Linked DNA regions of Hordeum vulgare: region 2 is linked to region 1. A link is a contact called in public Hi-C data. All regions are on one chromosome and are shown on one strand. The core of a region is the stretch at or near the end of the contact, and the rest is flanking DNA. Distances in the headings are between cores, read along the strand shown. Region 1 holds the start of LOC123402758. Region 2 overlaps LOC123401861 (microtubule-associated protein futsch-like).

Evidence for each region. A called contact is a pair of places that touch in the nucleus more often than the background predicts.
Region 2: a contact with region 1 is called in a Hi-C map of seedling, with 2.6 times the contacts expected there. The contact joins the enhancer-like site here to the promoter of LOC123402758 in region 1. A contact is called at or near these places in 3 of 6 Hi-C or Micro-C datasets (leaf and seedling) and 1 of 1 datasets of contacts at active chromatin or transcription factors (embryo).

Annotation. Positions count from the first base shown.
Region 1 is chr6H:508,402,595-508,406,697 of MorexV3_pseudomolecules_assembly, forward strand. It overlaps LOC123402758, which reads right to left and starts at 1,834. Exons shown (of 4, transcript XM_045096713.1): 1 at 1,377-1,834. The coding sequence starts at 1,625.
Region 2 is chr6H:508,825,741-508,829,843 of MorexV3_pseudomolecules_assembly, forward strand. It overlaps LOC123401861 (microtubule-associated protein futsch-like), which reads right to left. Exons shown (of 5, transcript XM_045095716.1): 4 at 3,191-4,103; 5 at 2,587-3,089. The coding sequence ends at 3,229. Among protein-coding and RNA genes, the nearest start is that of LOC123401861, 7.8 kb to the right of the region's middle. Within about 2 kb of position 1,956, at least 3 of the 3 cell types and tissues checked have open chromatin away from gene starts, as enhancers often do. A contact at or near this core is called in leaf and seedling, where this site is marked.

The DNA of each region.
Region 1 (4,103 bases), core at 584-3,083:
GAACATTAAGTGATGGACCCAACAAACAGTTGAAAGACGGCCACCAAGTAAAATGTCCTATCTGTACAGCTTGGGCAAGTGAGTTCTTTTTTGCTAGGTTTGTCGATCTGCAACAATAACCAGCATATACAAACCTAGAAGAACTTTCTTCTCAAAAGGAAAACTATAAACTTATAATGCATCACGGAGCACAACAGCTAGGGTAAACAGCAGAAGGAGATATCAATATACCCACGTTTTAGGTCTGGTCTCCATTTTTGCTTCTTATTTTCCTACTTTGCAATATATAAGCTCAATAATCAGCAACTGTTTAGGAATTTCCTAGTATGTAGTGCATCAGCAAAACAAACAACTAAAGATGTGCAAACAGCAGGTAAAACACATCACTGTGGCAAACTCCAGCATAAGTAAGGCATGGCTTACCATGAAACACGTATGTCCACACCAAATCACCAATGACCAACATAATGCTTGTAAAATGCCTTAAACATCATTTTCTTACTCCTATACCAAGAGCCAATTATATGATCAAATTAGGTTCTAACACGCACACCGACCCAGCTCTTAGCATGTTAGCACCTCATGCTAGCACGCTGTTCAAATAACCACCTTTCCAATCAGCTTGAGCTATTGGGTGAACTGGCTAGTGCATGCAATTCAATACAGCATCAGAGACAAAAGGTCTCAAGGTCAAGACCCACAGGCTACATCGGTCCCAAGTTAATTATAAGGTATAAAAGAGCCTAGACCTGATGGGGGTGTTCAAATATATTCACCACCTTTCCCCCTCAGCTCAAGCTTTTGGGCAAAATGGTCAGTGCATGCCATTCGAATAATGCAACTCAAGTTTAGAGAGCACATGATTTTCTTACGTGTTGGAGACCACCATCTCTAATTTCCTAGGTTCAAGAGGCAGCAGTCTAGGTACAGTATACAGATGATAATTTTCAAGCAGATGCAGAACAACAATTATGATATTGCTGAAGTATATTGACAACCTTTCCCACTAAGGCATCCGATAAAGGAAGCCTCGTGTTCAAGACTCGTGAACGCGCTATGGATAAAATAGTTATGGCCGACAATGCCCATGTGAGGTTTGAAAGATCCTAAAACTGAGAGGTTGTGTTGAAATATATTGATCGACTTTCCCCTTGGGCTTTTGGGTGGACCTTTCGGTGCATCCAATTCAACAGATAAAAACTCAAGTTTATAAACACATAATTTCCTTACATGTCCATCTCTCTCTATTCTCCCAAGAGCAGAAAGAAATCTAGTCTAGTTACAGTACATAATATAGATGAAAAATTTCAAGCAGAAGCATAAGAGCAATTACGATACTGGCAAATTCCAAAGGGTATTCCCATCAGATGAGGCACCTTTACGAAGAAGTCGTCAGGTGACACCGGAGGCGGAGAACGGACGACCTGCTGCTGCTGCTTTCGCGGCGTGGCTGGGGGAGTCGTCGGCACCGGAGGGTGGGATGTTGTCAGCGGTGTAAGGGGGGCACACGAACCGGAAGGGGCGGGAGGAGGAGGTCCGCGTGCCGAAGCTGGAGCTGCTGCTTCTGCCTCTACGCGAGTTGCCGGCCACATGTGCCGAACGAGAGGCCGCTCACCGCCGCGCATGGCCCCGCATCGACCCCTCCTCGGCGGCTGCCGGCGCCGCGCCGCACCATCACCGGATCGATCGCCACCGCCTGCGGTAAACCCTAGCACCGAAACCCTAGATCCGCGGGGGCTCCGTCCGGGCCGCGCGACCCCGCATCGAACCCGCTCCTGCGGAGGCGGGACGCCCGCCGGAGACGGCAGGCCTCGGCGCGGTCGAATTCGGGCCGGAATCGGGGCCGATTGCGCGCAGGGCCGGCGCGAGAATTGGGGGTTTGGGGTGGGGTCGGCGGGGCGGGGCGGGGCGGGCGAGGGGTTCGGGCGCGATCCGAGGCGGGGTGGGGGGGGGGGGTGGGAGGGGGCGAGAAAAAAACGGCGATTTGGGGGGAGTGGGGAGGGAGGGATCGCGGCAGAGACGGCGCGCGAGGTCGAGGAGAGAGATGGGGGGGGGGGGGGGATTGGGGTTGGGGTGCGGGTCGTGCTGCTGTGGGGAGTGGGAGGAGACGGGGGCAGCAGGGGCATTTCTGACAGTTCGGCTCGGCCTGCGTTGCTCGGTGCGGCTGGCTCACGCTCTCTGACCTGCCTGGCGCGGTCGCTGCGGGTGGGCCGCTGTTTTGACTTGGAGCGGTGGCGATTTCCTGTGGTGCCGACGTGTTGCAGTGCAGTGCCATGCGGGGAGTACGGCTGCGGCAAGTCTCGGTTGGCCGGCTGCCGGACAGTCGGCAGTTCACCGCAGTGACGGAAGCCAAGGCAAGTAAAAGAAAAATAAATCTAGTACAAAATAATCATGTCGAACAAGGTAGATACAAAATATCATAAGACAAAATAATCATGTCGAACAAGGTTTTGGTGCACACATCTAGCTGAAAATGAGGTAGCGACTAGATGTTGGATATCAAAACATTAATTCATGCCAAATCTTAGTTGATGTAAAAAAATGCTAACCTCATGGCATCGATGGTAGTCTTAAGGCTCAATCTTGCATCGGTAGGTAGTTTCTCATTTTGCTTTTCTATCACCTTGTTGATATGAGCCATACTGGTCTTGTGTGGGTCGATAGAAGAGGTGTCTACAGGGGTGAATAGACTACTTGCATAAATTAAAATCCTAGTCTTTTTTCAATTTTAGTGCTTGACAGATTTTAGCATTTCTAACAAGTCTAGTGCATCCTACACATGCTAGTCAACAAATATGGCAGCGAAAAGTAAAGACTCCGCATACGTAATAAGAAGTAGAGTTTAGGAAGATCGCAAAGGTTGACACAGTGATTTTTGGCATGGTTTCGATAGGTGGCGCTATCATACGTCCATGTTAGTGGAGACTTCAACCCACGAAGGATAACGGCTGCGAGAGTCCACAGAGGGCTCCACCGGCAAGGGGTCCATGAAGAAGCGGCCTTGCCTATTCCACCATGGCTTTCGCCCATACAAGACTAGCCTCACTCATGGTAGATCTTCACGAAGTAGGCGATCTCCTTGCCCTTACAAACATCTTGGTTCAACTCCACAGCACGAAGTGAGAGGCTCCAAAGCGACGCCTAACCAATCTAGGAGGCACCACCCTCCCAAAGGTAATAGATGTTGTAGAACGATGAACTACTTGCTCTTGTGCTTCTAAAGATAGTCTCCTCAACACTCAATCACTCTCTCACACACATTTGGCAGGGGTAGAAGAGATTGATCTTGTGGAAAGCAACTTGGGGAGGCTATGAATCAAGGTTCAAATGGTTGGAATGGAATCTCTTCATCTCAACACGTGAGTAGGTGGCTCTCTCTCACAAGAATGGATCTCGCAAGTATAAGTGTGTTTTAAGTGCTTCCTCTATAAATGAGAGGTGGGTGGAGGGGTATATATAGGCATCCCCAAAATCCAACTGTTACAACATTATTGCCCAACTCGGTGACACCGAATCTCGGTGGTACCGAGTTGCACTAAATGTGTCAACTTTTGAATTCTCGATGAGGCCGATATATGAATCTCGGTGGTATCGATTCGATGACCTAGACTAGTTTCCAAATCTCGGTGAGACCGATTTCAAAATCGGAAATTGCGATTCTTGGAATCTTCTCAACAAAAAGTTGGTCACTGAATCTCGATGGCACCGATGTGAAAGTTGGTGGTACAGAAAGTTGGTTACTGAATCACAACACACAAACAAAGCTTCAAATGAAGATAAGCATTAGAATATGTCCGCTTTGAAAGATACATGACCAGTGCAAGCTCCCCCTAAATGTGTGCAATCCCTTTTAAAGGATAGTTGCTTTTGACTGCATGGGCACACACATGATAGAAGGACAAGACATGCCATGTAAATCTTGGCTATATGCATCAAAGATATGTGAGTGAAGAACTTCCATGTTCAAGACTCACTCTTGCAAACAATATGTGCAAGAGACAAGAGATCATCGTGAACAAGGATATGATGCATATACTTACCTTGAGGTTCTTGAGAGTCTTAGCAGTAGGACTACAACTGGGAAAACAAATGTTAGACAACAC
Region 2 (4,103 bases), core at 706-3,205, 420 kb after region 1:
CTTTATTATTAGAGATAAAGATTAGGTATAGATAGCTATATTTTAAAATATAGATTTATTTATTTTGTTTCGTATTTAGTTGCGAGGAAATATTTATATGCCTCGCATGTTGTGCTAGTAGTAGTAGGTTTGCTAGGTTTATTACCCGGTGAACCACCAAACAACCAACTTGACAATCGAGGGAAGAAAAAAAACTTGACCCATTGCCCTTCTCCATTCATGAGAATGGCCCATGTTCCATTGATAAAGTACATCGTGAATCCCTAGGGCATTTACTCGCCCCGTTCGCGCAGATACGGGTGGTGCAACAACCACCGACTCACCGTGCTCCTCCACGTGCTCACAATTCGTTTCTCGTACTGTGTGTTTCGGCGTTGGAACATGGAATTTACTTATTTATTTATTGCTCGTGAGCATTACTAGTACAGTAGTACTCCCTCCATCTCATCTGACCGGTGTATCTAGATCGTAAATTTGACCAACTTAATGATAAGTATATATTAAAAAAATCATTAAATTTTTTAAATTTTTTATTTTCCAATAATATAGTTTTTATATTAAACAATAAATTTTATCTCTTCCTAATAATAAAACACCGACGGTTTCTGTCGTCCATCATGATCATTTTGCAAAAAACACTCTGTAGTTTCCCAAAATCAACCCGCAGTCTGTCTTTAAGTGACTCTGGACCTTTTTTGCATTTTACGCAAAAACCCCGACATTTACGCTAAATAACCCGCAGTCCAGACTTTAGACACAACGAATCATTTTTTATCACAAGTCACTCCGTAAGATTTTGATTTATAGGAGGGTGAACTGGAAATAAACTCATACGCTGTGATAGCCTGCTGGCTAGAGCATGCCCCTCTTACTCGGGACACCCGGGTTCAAATCCTTTCTTCAACATTTTTTTTTTGCTTACCTTTTCTCTTCTATTAGGCTGGTTCACATCAAGAGACAGGAACTTCTGTTTATTTTTTTTGCTTTTTTTGTTTACCAAAAAAGATTGCTCCGATGGCCTCTAGATTAGTTCATCTTGATTTCTTCCACTGACGTACGATACTGTGTATCTGGATGTGTAGCCTAAATAATCATCTTTGGCTACTTAAGTGTGTTTGCATTAATTTGTAATTCTTAGTTCATTAATAATATAAGTTCACAAGACATAATTTGAATTGTTTGAAATACATGTACTCAATATTCTTTCATGCTTTTATTTTTTAATTTGTTCATGAAATATACATCGAGTTAGTGTATACTCCCTTTGTAACTAAACATACAGAACATATTGAATGTTTTGCTTAAAGAGAGAAAGAAAGACCTTAGGACTAAACACATTTAAACACATCATCGTTGTGTTAGTACTGAGGCCACTGTCGGCAACACAAATATGATTCCATGTGAAACTAAAAGACGTGGGCCTATTGAGGTCTTGAGTCGTGGTTATTGGGTTAAAAGCGTGCGTTATTTTTTTTTTCCATTGCAACGCACGGGCTTTTTTGCTAGTATAAGTAAAATTAGCAATCTAGGTACAAGTACGTGCCTTCTAAACTGTCACGGTGGTAGTAGTAAAATCAAGGAACACCGAATTCCGGCGAAAAATATAAAGAATGTCGAAATGCAAAGAAAACATGAAGTGGGAAAAAACCGAAAAACGTTGGCTCCCACGCGGAAAATAGAGATGACGGACGATGTTGACGGGAACTGGGTCGACGTAGTACTGTTTGTAACAGGGGGTAGCTTTCACCGGGGAGCTGTCGAGAGGGACGCGTATTAATGATGGGGAAATGACCGAGGAGAGGGGGTGAAGGGTGATGGATGGATGGAGCCCAAGTCTAACAAGACGGGCAGCTGAGGAAAGCGACGGGAGACTGGACTGGACACACCATACCTACGTGGTGCGACGGGGACGGGAAATGCCCGGACGCGGAAAGAGAGGGGGGAAAGAAAGGAAGGACGGAAGGGAAAGGGAGGCAGCGGACAGGGACGGGGCAGCAGTCGCGTCACGGGCCACCCCACTGATCGCGACCGTCTCTTCCTCCCTCCCCGTGCCTGTCGCCGTCCCTCCTTTTTTTTCCCTTCGCTGCTGCTTGCTTTTGCACCTCCCCCCCACATCGCCGTGGTGGCAGTGGTTTCCGTGGTTAAAGGGGCATCCTGTCCTGCCTGCCCGTGGGGGAGGCTTCTCTTGCGTCTTGGTGTCGGCCCGTGAACCACCACGCACACGCGTCGAGCGACATGTATGTATGCCCCCCTCCTGTTCCGCTTCGTCCTCGCTTGCTTTCGTCGCCGGGTCTCCTGCTGGGGTGGTCATGTCAGACCGTAGAGATGTCGAAATATGACAAGTAGCAGAATACAAATGGTTTACTCATGGAGATCAGCAACACGGTCGCCATCGTCCATCAGCAACACGACCAACGGAGACCGCAGATGCAATGATCAGCGTTACATTTACTTGTGCAACAGATGACACCAAGTAGATGATCCAAATTTACAACAGACGCGCGTTCGTGAGCAACAAGATGCAGCTGCAGACGTGCCCAGCAATGGAGCAACAAGTTGCAGGAAACATAGGAACCAACATAGAGATAACAGGGTCAGCCACGGCAAATTATTATGACTTCCTGATCTACTGATGCAACACTTGCCCGCAGGGCAGGATACATGTCACGGCTAAATCATAGTATGTTAAAGCTGCAGATGTGCCCAGCAATGTCAAAGAGACGGTTTATCATAAGAAACTTAGAAAATGAAAAGAAAAAAGGACCACCGGGACTAATTACAGCGGCTTGAGGTGTTTGAAGATGCCAAGGAGCATTACCGTTCCATCTCCAAACCCATACGCTCCTGGCAAAAACAGAAGAAGCAAGCCTGGCAGGTACAAAACTCTAGCAAAGCAACTGCTCAAGCTGAGGAAAACTGGTTCCAGGAAAGTATGAATATGGTTAACATTTACAGCAATTACAGCCATGTTTCATTCCTCCCACAATCCCATGTCGTCACAGACATGAATCCATGTGTGAGTTGTATATCCCAGCCCACCAGGGTCACCCAGGTGCAATACAACGCCTCACTTCCACATGCAGTTGCCTCTGCAAATATAAAGCACCCACCCGCCACTGGTTAATTTTAACCCAACAAGAAAACAGGGTCTGGTCTTTAAAGTTGGATTTCTAGGTACAAACAAGCTCACCAGACAAAAGAAGTCGATGCGAGGTCTCGCCAAAGTTCCTACTGCCATGACAATTGCTTGTATGATGATCTTTCAGGATCCCAACTGCCCTCGGGTTCCTTCCTCTTTATTCCTACACCAGGCAATTGGTACATTCTCGTTTGCTCCTCCACAAAGGCCTGCGGCGGCGTCATCAAAGTTTGTCTAACCGATGAAAGTATCCGTTCGTCCTTCCCTTCTAAATCTATACTCCCAGGACCAGAATTAAGATCAAACCCTCCTCCTGGTCTTTTCCATTTCCAGTTACTGTCGAGTCCATCACTGCTGCTACCTTCAGGACGGTTTATTGCATATTGCCTCACATGTTGGGGAGGTAATGCACCCGTTGACCCAACAAGTGCCGGGGCAATGGTTGGAAAGAATGGAACTCCTGCAGGTGCAGAATTGGTGGCATATGACGTCGATCCAATTGGAAAACCTGTTGTCTGAAGGTGAACACTGGGAGTGAAAGGAAATCCTGCATATTGATATGCAGGAGGAGGGTGAAACACCATGGTTGGTGGTGTGGAAATAACTGGAGCCCTGCCTGAATCACTTCCGAATTGGCTGCTGTCTGCAGCAGACACAATCATCCTCTGGGTTCCAGATGCTGTTTCAATTGGGTAAGGATGTTCTCCTCTAGCAGGCAAAAACGATTGCATAGCTACAGGAGCATATGGGTTGGCAGAAGCAAACCATGGTGACATGTTATTGATTTCAGTGCCGTTCACTCTAAGACCAGCAACTTGAGGCAGGAAAGGTATGCTGCTAGCACCTTTAGATGATAGACTCCTTTGTGCAGGTTCTGTACTAGCTTCATCAAGGCTTGGTCCATTATTGAGATCAAAGAAGTTCTTTGAGCTATTCATACTGGTACTCGGTAAACCTCCTGGCA